Linked DNA regions of Mus musculus: region 2 is linked to region 1. A link is a contact called in public Hi-C data. All regions are on one chromosome and are shown on one strand. Each heading gives the region's core, a stretch centred on a gene start, on an enhancer-like site or on the middle of the called end of the contact. The rest is flanking DNA. Distances are from core to core; before and after follow the strand shown. Region 1 overlaps Pigk (phosphatidylinositol glycan anchor biosynthesis, class K). Region 2 overlaps St6galnac5 (ST6 (alpha-N-acetyl-neuraminyl-2,3-beta-galactosyl-1,3)-N-acetylgalactosaminide alpha-2,6-sialyltransferase 5).

The links. Hi-C and Micro-C count contacts between places; a contact is called where the count stands out from the background.
Region 2: a Hi-C map of Th1 cells shows a contact between it and region 1, with 3 times the contacts expected there. The contact joins two enhancer-like sites. A contact is called at or near these places in 1 of 39 promoter capture datasets (epiblast stem cells), 1 of 15 datasets of contacts at CTCF or cohesin (pro-B cells), 12 of 484 Hi-C or Micro-C datasets (the AtT-20 cell line, Th1 cells, cerebellum and 7 more), 4 of 115 datasets of contacts at active chromatin or transcription factors (double positive thymocytes, effector CD8 T cells, large pre-B cells and 1 more) and 2 of 9 other capture datasets (embryonic stem cells and liver).

The regions. Positions count from the first base shown.
Region 1 is chr3:152,761,472-152,767,876 of GRCm38.p6, forward strand. Pigk (phosphatidylinositol glycan anchor biosynthesis, class K) reads left to right here. Exons shown (of 11, transcript NM_025662.5): 10 at 4,968-5,052. Among named protein-coding and RNA genes, the nearest start is that of Gm40181, 8.6 kb to the left of the region's middle. Within about 2 kb of position 1,935, at least 136 of the 459 cell types and tissues checked have an H3K27ac peak or open chromatin away from gene starts, as enhancers often do. A contact at or near this core is called in Th1 cells, double positive thymocytes, effector CD8 T cells and 2 more, where this site is marked.
Region 2 is chr3:152,946,767-152,953,392 of GRCm38.p6, forward strand. All of the region lies in intron 2 of St6galnac5 (ST6 (alpha-N-acetyl-neuraminyl-2,3-beta-galactosyl-1,3)-N-acetylgalactosaminide alpha-2,6-sialyltransferase 5), which reads right to left. The region is part of intron 2 of Gm46830 (a long non-coding RNA gene); the gene reads left to right. Among named protein-coding and RNA genes, the nearest start is that of St6galnac5, 32 kb to the right of the region's middle. Within about 2 kb of position 3,680, at least 33 of the 459 cell types and tissues checked have an H3K27ac peak or open chromatin away from gene starts, as enhancers often do. A contact at or near this core is called in Th1 cells, double positive thymocytes, effector CD8 T cells and 2 more, where this site is marked.

The DNA of each region.
Region 1 (6,405 bases), core at 685-3,184:
TAAAATAGAAAATTAAGATAAAACCTTATTAAAGTATATATAACTTATATACATTTTGTTATGTGTAGGCACTTTCAGTGGAGAAAAGCAAAAACAGAAAGAAGGGTTGAGGAGAAGTTTAAGGACCTGAGTTCAACCCCAGGGCCTTCATAAGAAGGCTGGGTGGGGGCATGTGATTGCAATCCCAGTATTGGGGAGGCAGACATAGGTGGCCCTCTGGGGTTCACTGGACAGTCAGCACGGTCACCAGCAAGGCCCACGCCAGGGACAGACAGGCTGTCTCTAAAACCACGTTGACGGGGCTGAGGAATGAGGTTTTCAGACATGCGCACTCATATCGTATACAAGCGCCTGCACATGCATAAACACACACAGAGGGCTGGGATATAAAAGAAAACACAGAGGAAGGCCAGCTGGAGCCCTGGAGTGTGAACACGGTATTACACAAGTGTCTGTGTAATGAATGAACTCACTGAGAGAGTCATGACTGAAAGAGACAAACAACAGAAATGTCTGGAAGAACCCAACTGGACTCTGGAAAGACAAAGGCAAAATAGAGAAAATCACCTTGGAAGTGAAAACTAAATTACAAGACACCCAGGGGAGGAGTGTGTTACCACAAGTTCAGTGAAAGGAATAAAGACTAGAAATAAGAGCCAGGAAAATAACACTGAAATGTGAGGAAGAAAACAGGAAAAATCAGAGAGAGAGAGAGAGTCTGGGGGGGGGGTCCATTATATTTGCTTAATGCTTAAACTAGAAAATCAAATGGAATAGAAATAGAAATAGCGTTAAAAACTGTACTGGAAACCTTTTCAGAGCTCAAGCAGAATGTGTGCATTGAAAGGTCTTATGTCGTGGGTACCTGAGAGGGACTGTCTACCCTGCCAATCCTCCAAGTATGCTAGGGCGTCACCTCAGCAGAAGCAGGGAGGAAGAGGCCTCCCGAGCCTCCGAGTGAGAAACGAAGATGCAGGAGTACAAGGGTAACAGTGCGTTAGGATGGAAGTCACCTAACTGGAAAGAACATCGAGCCAGGTTCCTGGAAACAGTGTGCAACCTGTGGAAGAGAACCAGTATTTCCAGGAAAGTTATGAGCGGTTGATTTAACCACTGTGAGACTGGTGAGCTACATGAGACTCAGTGTGAATTACACACTGTCTTTGAAACATTGTTGACATTGTGAAGGCATGCTGAAATACATAATAACTGATGGTGTCTCAACTTTCAAATGGTTCAACAAGAAAAATTTAAAAATTAGAAAATTGCTCATTTTTTTTCACAAGTTTTTTCTTTTAAAAGCTTTTTCTGTTGAACTGGCTCTCATGTATTAGAGGCTGCCCATAAACTCCTGTGTCCCTGAGATTGGTCTTGAACCTTGGTCCACCTGATATTACCTCCCAAGTGTTGGGACTAAGTGTTTTAATTAGTATATATATTTAATTAGTATATAATTTAATTAATTATTATGTATTAGTTGTCCACAGCAATGGATTTCATTATGTCGGTTTATGCATGTGCATGGTGTATGTCGGTCATATTCACCCCAGTTCTGCCAATCCTCTTCCCAGCTGGCTCCCCTATGCTTTCTTGTCTTGCCTTTGTCTATCAGTTGTGGTGACCCTGTGAGTCTCCTCAGGGCTGTCTGCAGGAGCGTGGGCGGAAGCCTGTTTACAGAGCATGTACACCTTATAGCTACAGGGCTGTGGAAATTCTGTCTCCTCCCCCATCAACTTTTAACTGCCTGTGAGTCCTGGAGAGGGTGGGGCTCCACGGATCCCTTGCTCTTCCCTGGAAGGGTCCTGACAGACCCAGCCTTGCAGTCCAGTGCAGATGTCAAGGCTGCTGTGGGTCTGCGATTGCCAAAGTCCTGTCGTATCCGGAAGTCAGCTTTCCACAGCTATCTCACTTCCGCTGACTCTTCCGTTCTCTCTGCTCCATCTTCCACAGTGCCCCCGAGCTTTGAGGGGCTGTTCTATATGTCCTAGGTATAGCGGGCGAGGTATTCAAACTGTCGTTTAGTTTATTCTCTCGACTTTGAGTAGTTATGAGTCTGCAGTCACTGCTGCCCACTGGAGGAAGAAGCTTGTCTGAGCAGCTCTGCGGGCATGTGAGCTCTGGAGAAGGCCGTTTGATAGGCGCGACTTGCATCCTGCAGCCCCTCTTCCCAGCTACAGGCTTTTGACCAGCGGAGAGCGTCCGAAGCGAGGTCCTTCCTGTGGCAAGTCCAGCCCCGAGGTGGGCAGGCTTCCCGCCGTACCAGTGCTCTCAAGCTGCCTGGCCGTCAGTGTTGGTACCCGGAGGGCGAGCTGCATGGCGCCCCCTGGCAGCTTCAGCCTAGCCAGCAGGGGGGAGGTTCCAGCCCAGCTGCAGCTTGCTTTCTCTGTGTCTGGGGTCAATCCTGTGTGATCTTGAGCAGCACAGTCTGACCAACTAGTTATGGTAGGAAACTAAGGGCAGTGGCCTGGGTTGTTTTGGGGTTCTTGGGAGCACCCATGGTCACCTCCTGAGAAGTGCCTTGCCCTGGTCCTGGGATTCTTGTTTAATAGGCTGTAACCTCTGGAAACACCTTTATTCATCCCCACAGGGTGAATATCCCATTCAAAATATTTTTAAAAATTGTTTTTTGATTAGCTTACCAAAATGTCAGCTTTCCATGTATCATTTCTTTCGGTTGACATCCTAGACTGTACATTCTGTCTGCCATCTGCTCTCGCTGAGTGAGACCATCGTGTCCCTTCTATGTCACACGGGTTCTGCTGTCTCCCCACCCCCAACTTAAAGATCATATTTCTCCTGTGATATAGATGTGTATATATAAAAGAGCTGAACACACATGAGAGAGTTAAGGTAATAGAATATTTTTCAGTTTCTTCCATTTCTTGAAAATCTCATAGTTTCAAGTTATTGGATGACTTGAATTCCATTGTGTGTGTACCTCATTTTTGTTGTTACTTGAGTTAATAGTGTCTAGGCTGACTGTATTTCCTAGCTACTGTGACTAGAGCGGCCGTGACCACAGATGTGCAGGTCTCTTTGGTAGGATGCAGAGTTCTTCGGGTGGGTGCCCAGGAGTGGGATGGGTGGGTCATATGGCAACTGTAGCATTTGCTTTCTTAGAAATCACCACGTTGGTTTTCCTTGTAGCTGCAGAAGGTTATATGCCCACCAACACCATTCCAATATCCGTGTCTTGCTGTTAGCCATTCTTCCTGATGTAGATGGAATCTCATTGTGGTTTTAACTGGTGCCTCTGTGATGACTAAGGGCACCGAGTGCTTCATGATAGTTGCTGGTCACTTGGGCTTCTCTCTGTTCAGTGCTTAGCTGAGTTTTGCTTGAGTTGTCTTCTGTGTTCTTCCTGACATCTGCCGTCTTGAGCTTTTGTATATCATGGATATTAATTCGCTGTTAGATTATCTCCTGTCTCCTAGGCTCTTTCTTCACCCAACTCTTTCTTTTGCTGAACGGAAGGGTTTTGTTGTTTTTGTTTTTGAATTTCATGAGGTTTCATTTCTCTCCCACTGGCCTATTTATTCTGCAGCAGGAATCCATTCAGGAAGTCCTTGCCTGTCTGTAGCTGGAGTGTTTGCCTGCTTTTTTCCTCTGACAGTTTGAGAGTTTCCAGAAACTACCCAGGAGCCAGTAGGCCCCTCCCACCCCTTCCCCCATATCTCCTCCCAACCCAACTCATAGCAGTGACCCACCCACTCTCCACCTATCGTGGCTAGAATCTGTGGCATTCTTCTAGACTGAATTAACTATCTTTTATGTTGCTCCTGTGAGAGAGATGCTCACACCACCAAGAACTCTGGGTGTTCTTTAATCTGGGGCAGAGAATGGCACTGATTTGCATATCAGCCTCCTTTTGGGAGAGGCCTCATAATCCTCACACTGCAGGTTTTGAGTCTTAGTTAAGCTTATTTCATATGATTTTCAGGAAAAGATGAAGTTGAAGTTTTGAAATCTAATGTTGACACATTGTGGAATTCACAGGAAAAAGGGTAAAAACATTTTACTGCATGCAGTCAGATCTTACTAATATCTAGAGTTTATTTTTGAGATGGTCAGTACTTTAAAAAATACATTTTATCAGACTACTTGTTGGTTTGTGTTTTTTAATTTCTGATTTCCAGGGATCAGAGAATGACAAGAGAGAGTGATGGAATATCTAAACTGAAAGTGAAGTCGAGGACTGCATAGGAGAAAGGGGCCAACAAGGAGCGGGTGTGCGTGAGGGTAGTAAGGGGGCAGCAAGGTGAGGGTAGTAAGGGGGCAGCAAGGTGAGGGTAGTAAGGGGGCAGCAAGGAGCAGGTGTGCGTGAGGGTAGTAAGGGGGCAGCAAGGAGCGGGTATGCCTGAGGGTAGTAAGGGGGCAGCAAAAATGGTGATGTGGGTGGGAAGGCGTCACAGTGAAGCCCCATACTTTATATGCTCACTAAAAGTTCTAATAAACACTGAAAAAAAAAAAAGGAACAAGCTGAAAGGGAAAAGAAATCTACCTTTCTGCACCTGTAGTAGTAGTCGTTGTGTGAATTCTGCATATCATGTTAGATTGCAATGGCCAGGATCTAAATGACTTACACTTAGGAGCCCTGTGTCTACGAGGGCTGACTTCTCAACCTTCTCTGTGCACCGCCACTTCTGGCAACGCCCAGGTCTCTGCTTCCCCAGAGGCCCTGCTCCTCCAGGACGTGTTCCTAAATGTTAAGTCCCGAGTGAACGTGGGAACCAGGACCGTAGGTGACGTCGCTGATCTCGTCACACCATTGCACGTAGTCTGAATACTTTCCTGGCAGTCGTTTAGGTCCTGGCCATTGCGCTGGGTAGTTTTTCCAAAATTGTCAATAAATATTATTTCCAAAAGTTCCTTTAGGTATGTGATAAGCACATCTCAGAGTTGTGCTCTTAGGCTAATAATGCTTACCTGTGGCACTGGCCTGAGTGTGTGTTCTGATTGCTTTCTAGTTCTAAAGAAGACGGCACGGCCGAGGAGCGCATGGGACCTCTCAAGTATGCTGAGCAGCTCCCGGTGGCTCAGATAATACACCAGGTTGGTTTCTGTTTGATTCTTTTGAAAGAAACACACTTTTAATCTCAGAGGGGAATGCTTTTGTTAGGCTTTTCAGAGTCCTCGTGTTCTGTCTGTAGATGTTGTGGGTACACTCTTCCTACTGCACTCTACCCTTATGTGAACACTCCCATATGAAGCTCAGTATTGAAAAGACCATGCAGTGTAATGCCTGAACTCTTACGTACAATGTGGGGTAGTCTAAATTATCTCTTACGGATTAGAAAATGCCAGAAAACTTAATTTTGAACCACTGTATTGGGTTTATGATGAGAAAGCTGAAAATTAGTCATGACCACTGCTGTGCTTAGGAGAAGCTAAGGAGGGGAGGCCATCATGCCTGCTCTTGTCCACCTTCCCCAGCAACGGTTGTGAAGGGTAATTGTAACTGTCATGTGGGTAGTTTGCTCATTTCTAGCCATGACGACTCTGTCATCCTTGTGTGTGGGGCTCAGCTGAGAACAGGCAGTGTTGTAAGCACCAAGCTTGGATTCTGTGCTATGACTGTGACAGGCCAGACACGTTCTGCCCTGCTGGGCCACAAGCAAGTCACCTCAAATAGTTTGTTGAGCAGCCTGTGGGCCTGCAATGTTTTTTTAGCTCCTCAGAGCTCATTGGAATCATTAGGCATCCTCACATGTCAGAACGCTTCAGAGTTGGTGTGGATGTCAATACTAGGAGGTTCTCTTACATTTTTTTCCAATCAGAAGAATTTTAGTGGCTGTGGGTTGTTAATAGTGTCAGTTTGAGTTTATTAAAAGAAAGAGGATTTTAATTTGAAAATTAAATATAAAATATAAATTCATTATATAAGTAAAACTCAGTTTTTAAATACTGCATGAATCTTAAAAATGGTTAAGTCTGCCCCTCTGGGGCACTCATCTCTGTAACCAAGTCCAGTTTATATGTCAGGAATTCCTAGATTGTCGGAGCTTAAATGACCTAACAGACTGCAAATGTCACATTCAAAATTCTGTCTTCATGCCTGACTCTCAGCATAAATGAGTTAAACAGCAGAGCAGGCAGCAAGCTGGATTTTCTCAGCGGTGAGAGTGCGCCTGCACTTGAAGCAGTACGGAGCAGGCAGCAAGCTGGATGTTCCCAGCGGTGAGAGAGAGCGTCCCGCACCTGCAGCCGAGCGCTTTGCTCAGAACCGGGAAGCAGGGAAGCTGCTGCTGCTCACCCAGAATGGAGCTGAACACGCGGCAGGAATTAACCTTTAAGACAGCTGACCACAGGAAATGTCAGAAATGTTTTTATAATGACAGGAACCAGCAAGCTGCCCATTTTCTATAACCACTGTTTTGTAGTTAAACACTGTTTGAATTCAAAGTA
Region 2 (6,626 bases), core at 2,430-4,929, 190 kb after region 1:
TGTTTCACCAATTACCAAACTGATGATTTAGACTAGAAAAAAGTAAAATCCCCTTATCTTTGTCTCCGGGGAAGTGTTAGGTTGATTTCTTTGGGCAATCAATGCCGACAGCTAGCATGCTACCCTCTGGGATTACTATATTTATGTGGCTTGTATTTTTTCTCAAAGATCAAAAAAAATCATGTACCTTTAACCACAGCAATTGTGACAGTGCGTATCGCTGCCTGCATGTTCTAATTCCATGATTGCATACATTTGCACAAATTATATAATAAGATGCAATTATGATAATTACAGAGGAATAGGCAACAATTGAAAAAAATTACAAAGTGCCCCTAAAATAACACTAAATTATAAGAAAACCAGCAGACAAACCAATACACAAAAGGAAAGTGTTTGAAGATGAACCCAACTGTAAACCAGCAAGCATCCCAGTGAGAAGTCGTTGACTGAGCACACTGATAGGCGTGCTACGGCAGGACAGACCCATCTAAGGATAAAGTATTTTCATTACCGTGTGAATGGTTAACACCGTGACTTTCCAAAACATATTATGACAAGAGAACCCTTCTCCTCGCTTATTTCTTATTGTTACTTCAAAGACAAGAGGAAGGATAATTACTACAGTCATAAAGCACAGACAACTCTATGGAATTTTAAGTAGGATGAGCTGGCTCCACTGTGATTTTCTTGTCTTTTTCCCTATCAGCACCGTCTCCAAGTGCATATCATGTTCAAGGATATATAGCCTGAGAATCTTTGTCTAATAATTTTCTTCTTAGGAAAATCACAGCCGTAAGACAAATGACGTGGCTCACACATTGGAGTCATCTATAAATTGTCGCGTGTTTTATTTACATCCCAATTTCTCACTTTGCTTTATATTTCAGACAAATGTCATTAATATAAAAATTGGGGAGCTTGTCTCTTTGGTTTCTTGTGCAGTTATTTTATTGAATCCGTGGCTACATCTTGGCAGACCATGACAATGAAAAATTAACACCCTGACAGGCTAGAATTCTTCACAAAGCAACTTAGATTCATCTCCACACTGTCCTTTTTCATAGTCCCTGCCTTTTCTAAGCACTGAGCTGAGTTTCTTATTTACTATATATGCAGTGTTACATGGTAAGCCCGTGTGCTGGGGCTTCCCATCAACATAACACCCACTTTACAGATATGGAAACTGACTCCTTATGGAGAGATATGCCAGAGGTTACAAAGTACTTGAGTCAAAATGTGAACCAGTCAACAGTTTTGTGACTTCAAGCAGTGCACAGGTTATGAGGCTGTGGAGGTACAAGGTCATGCAGCTCCAGAGGTGCAAAGATGGATGCAGCATGGCGGCAGCAGAGATGTCTTATAAGTAACAGAGACACAGACAGCCACGATCTGAACAGAAAGTTCTGAGATGCCTGAAGGTTTTTACCATGAGACCAGGGCAGCACCAGAGCCCTCTTAGGGTGGTCCCAAAGATGCTCTATGTATTTTATACCCTGGAAACAGAGTTTTAAAAAACACTGGGAAGTGATACTCCAAAGGCAGGGTGAATCAGATTCCTTGATTGTTCAGACTAACACATAATCACATACATATGCTTTCAGGTTTTCAGGGCAGTGATGCACGCGTGAAACCAAACGTACACTGATTAGATGATTAGTGGTAAAATGTATTTATTACAGCAGATGGTCATTAAGCATCGTCCCTGGGTCAGTCACTATGCAAGGCTGCGAGAGCGTGAGAATGAGTAACCAGGAAGTGCCTGCCTTTGTGCAAGTGCATACTCCTCCAAATAACCCAGCGGAGCATGTGCTGTATTGTGAAAGGAAGGCAAGGTGTTACACACACACACACACACACACACACACACACACACACACACGACAGCTCCAAGCACAATGGCCTAGAGAAAGGAAGACCTAAGGAGATGTTGTAGAGGATCAAGTGAAGAGGAAAGGCAAGAGCCTAGTGTCCGGTGCTAGAGAGGAAAATGCGGGCTATGGCCTAGACCCACCCTTTAGGGTGTGGTCAGACCTTATCACCAATCTCAGGAGTTAGGAGGCGGGGCCTGTGGAGCATGCGACAGGACTGATGCCTTCAAGAAAGAGCCTCACCTTTCTGCCATGAAATAAAACAGTGCCAGGAAAATCGTCTCCCAGGAAGAGGCTCCTTGCCACACATCACATGTGCAGGTAGGGGCCTTGACCTTGGACTTCTTGCGATTTATACCTGAGAAAAGGTACATTTCTGTTGTTTATAAACTACCCACTCAGCGGTGGTTTCTAACAAGCTCCTGTTGAAATTCAGTCTCCACTTTGAGATAGAAACGCCATCAAATTATGACGGTAAGAAGTGAGGCCTTTGAGAAGTAATCAGAACTGATTGACATCTATCGTCAAACTGCCTTCCAGATATTTATGTGAACATCTGTAGATCTGGGCTGTTCCAAACCTTGGTCAGAGAAGCTTCTTTTTGTATTGGGCAGTGATCACACAGAGACACAGTAGTGTTCCAAGTGCTGAGAAAAATAATGGCAGCAAGAGCTCAGCCACAGAGGGAACTTCAATACCTCCTCACTGGCCACGCCCACTGACCACGCCCCATCGTCCATCCCCCACTGACCATACCCACACTAACTACAATACACTGTCCACCGACCTACAGGGCCTGCCCCACTGTCCACACCCCCACCGGCCATGCTCCGTTGACTATGCCTCCACTGACACTGACTACGCCCCCTATGGCCATGGCCCCATAAAGCTTGTAGAAGATTGGAGAAGAGAGTTGAAGAATGTAAAAGCTGGACGGTGGAGACGAGTGCAGTGAATGCCATCCTCGTGACATAACATGGCGTTATATACATGAACACACAGCAGCTGTGGTAACCTACACACGATCGATCTGTCAAGATCAGGCCAGTTAAAAGCGCCAGCATGGACTGGGGTGGGGCTTCTGAAGCCTTGCCCCGTAGCTGTAGGACTGATGGCTGCTGAGAGACAGAGTCCTTTCTCTAGGAGTGTGGCCACTGGTATATCCCTATATTCCAGTGAGTGACACTAAGTTCCTATGCATATGCAGCCCTAATAGGACTCAGTTAAATAAAATTACGTGCTATCTTCTGGGTGAAGTCCCTATGATTTGATACCACTCAGGCCTCTGCCAGCAAGACAAACATGCATGTTTTTCCACTCAAGTGAGACACGAGAGCAAACAAGCCAAGGTAGACAACAGGCCAAAAATAAGAACCTGAGAGAAATTTAGCAGGTGTGGAAGCATTTCTAAAAGGAAATGGCGAGTGGCAAGTAATACTAAGTGCAGAGATAAAACCCGCTATGATTAAAGAGTTGATAAAGGGTTACTGTGTGCACGGAAAGAAACAGAGCCATCCAGGTGTCCTGAAGTTGGGCTAACATGACAGAAACATCTCATAAGGAACTAACAGAAATGCTGGCAGAGGGCTAAATTCAAGTCAACTAGTGGCTGATAATCCACACAAAGACAGAACACATACACAGCGCTTGGGTGATTCTGGAAGTAAACCTGAAGTGAACAGGGTTATACGTGAGAGATACCAACTAAAGCAGAATAGAAAGCTAACTCAAGCTCTTCCATTTAATCTGTTGAGACCGCTCATGTCTCTCTTACTAGGAGGCTTCCACACAGACAGGAAGCGTAGGGTGTGTTAGCTACTTTGTGACTGCTGTGATAAGACCACAGCCAAAAGCAGCTTGAGGAAGAAAGGGCTTATTAAAACTTCAGATCATCACTTAGAGAAGCCAAGGTAGGACATCAGTGCAGGAACCCGGAAGCAGACCTTAAACTGGAGCCTGTATAAAGGTGCTGCTCACTGGCTGGCTCGCTCAGTTTGATTTCTAATACCATCCAGGACCAAGTGGAGCACCATGCACCATGGACTGGACCCTCTCACATTCACTAATGAAGAAAATGCATTCCCGTAACTGAGAGCCTTTCCCAAATGACTCTGCCTTGTGTGTCAAGTTGACAAAGCCTAACGAACATACAGGGTAGCCAGGGAGAGATACCAGATGATTTTGGAGGCTGACATAGTAATTATCTTTATTTTTCTCCTGTTGCTATGATAAGTTACCCTGAGAAAAGCAACCTAAGAGAGAAGGGTTTGTTTTCGCTCACAGTTCAAGATACCATGGCGGGGAAGTCAAGCCAGCAGGAACCTGAAACAGCCAATCACATCCTAGCACATCCATAGTCTGGAAACGGAGAGGATGAACTGTACCCAGCTTGCTTTCTCCATTCCAAATATTCATTTTTATGTATGCGTCCATCTATGTGCGTACTATGTATGTGCAGTTGCCTGTCGCAGCCAGAAGAGGGCAATGGATCCCCTGAGGTTGGAGTAACCCAACCCAGGTTCTAGGAACCCAACTCGGGTTAGCTGGAAGAACAAGAAGAATTGTTAACAGCTGGGCCGCCTCCTCTCTCCAGGCCCACATTCTCCACCTTATACAGTCCAGGATTTCTTGCCCAAGAACTGGTCTCACCTATAATGAATGTGGGTCAACTCGCGTAAGTTAACATAATGGAGACAGTCCCCCACAGACACACCCAGAAGCCCACCTCCCAGGTGGTTCTAGGATTGTCACGTGGGCAACACTAGTCGTCTTGGCTATAGGAAAATACATACAGGAAACCATGATAAAGCCTCAGCTCGGGTTCCAGAGAAGGCCGAGTTTCACTCGTACCTGAGGGGCATTCAAAGAGACTTCTCTAGTAAATACTTGACATATGGATCTGTAGCTCAGGAGAGAGGCCCATGGTCAAGAAAACGACAAATTCCTTTCATTAACCGGATATGCATCTAAAGAAAGATATCGGATGAGACACACCCAGTTTCCCAACACAGTTTCTATCTTTGAAAGATATTCTTGGCTCCAGCTGCCAATCAGAAGTACCACCATGTGAGTCTTCTCAGACCCACACAAAAAACGATCCCAACCTGGTGGGACAGCTCTCTACTTAACGCAGGTTTTCCTCTAAAACTTGACACTGATTGCCATTCATTCTCTTCTCCCCTCTTAGACAGGCTTTCAAGAATAATTATCTGATCAGGAAGTTCAGAAGTTCAGCTATTATTTAAGCTGCCTTTCTTAATTCAAATTCTGACTTCGCTCCATAAAAGACAGTCCCACTACATTTCCTCCTCTGGGGAAATGGTTCCTGCGCGAGACACTTCTATCAAACTCTGCAGGGAGGAGCCTGAAGAAGGACTTTCTTCTAGATGCTCACAGAAGTCTTACTTTGGGGAACAGTGTGCCTCTTTTATTACCACACTCTCCATCTTGAGAGTGCTTTCCACTTGCCTGGGTTAACTACCCAGGAGACACAAACTTTATCAAACATTTTTTTTTCAAACATTAGCTTGGGGATTTGTGTTGTTAGATAAGCACTTAAAACCATTTTCTGCTCTTCGGTTAAGAAATAGGAAACGACAAGTGTGGCTTTTCTACCTCCAAGATGAGATGAGCTTTCAGGTAGTTGGGTCACGCTAACTTTCTGCATACACAGGAAGTCAAGTTGATTAGGGAAGGTCACAGTGGACAGATTCTATCTGAACCAGCTCCCCACAGCTAAAAACCCACCCCCTGCTCTGGGTACGAGCACTGCAGGCAAAGCAGAAGATGACACAAGACTCATTCTCCTTGTTTGCATTGATCAAACAAACCCAAGTGTACACTGTTGCAGTTCTTGTTTTCTGGACAATCCACACACGAAGCCCCAGTTCGCAAATGACTGGTATAGGAAACAGGCTTTGTTTTAGGGGAGCAATTCCTCAAAACAGAACAGACATTTTGTCTTCATGAGTAGAAAAGTTGTGCTTAACTATAATTTCTCCAGTCACTGTTAAAGTGAGAGTTAACTATTCTATTTGTTTTCTTTTATGTGTGTGTGTGTGTGTGTGTGTGTGTGTGTGTGTGTGTGTGTGCATGCTCATGACGGTCAGAGTGTAGTCTTATTAGCTGCTGTTCCTCAGGCTCTGATTTTGTTTCTTTCTGACAGTAACTTTCACTGGCCTGGAGCTTGCCTAAAAGACGACAGTGGCTGGCCAGTGAGCCTCTGGGTTCTGCCTGTCTCTGCCTCCCCACTGTGGGGGTTATAAGTACACACCACCATGTCTTACTTTAAAAATTGTCTGGGTATGAAAGTCAGGTCCTCGTACTTGCAAGGCAAGCACCTTATTGACTGAGCTCGCCAGCCCCAACAATTCTATCTCTTAATGGTTAAACAAGAAAGAGGATGGTCACTAAGTTAGATATGTGTGCACAGCAGAGAACTATCCTCAATTTCATACCTCATCTGCATTCCTCTCTCTGTAAACCTTTCATCTCTAGGCCAATCAGGCTATCAGAGGAAGACTACAGATCTCTCTCTCTCTCTCTCCCCTCTTTCTCTCTCTCTCTCTCTCACACACACTCTCTTTCTCTCTCTCTCTCTCTCTCTCTCTCACACACACACACACACACACACACACACACACTCTCTCTCTCTCTCGTTTTTCCAGACAGGGTTTCTCTGTGTATCCCTGGCTGTCCTGGAACTCACTCTATAGACCAGGCTGGCCTCAAACTCAGAAATCCACCTGCTTCTGC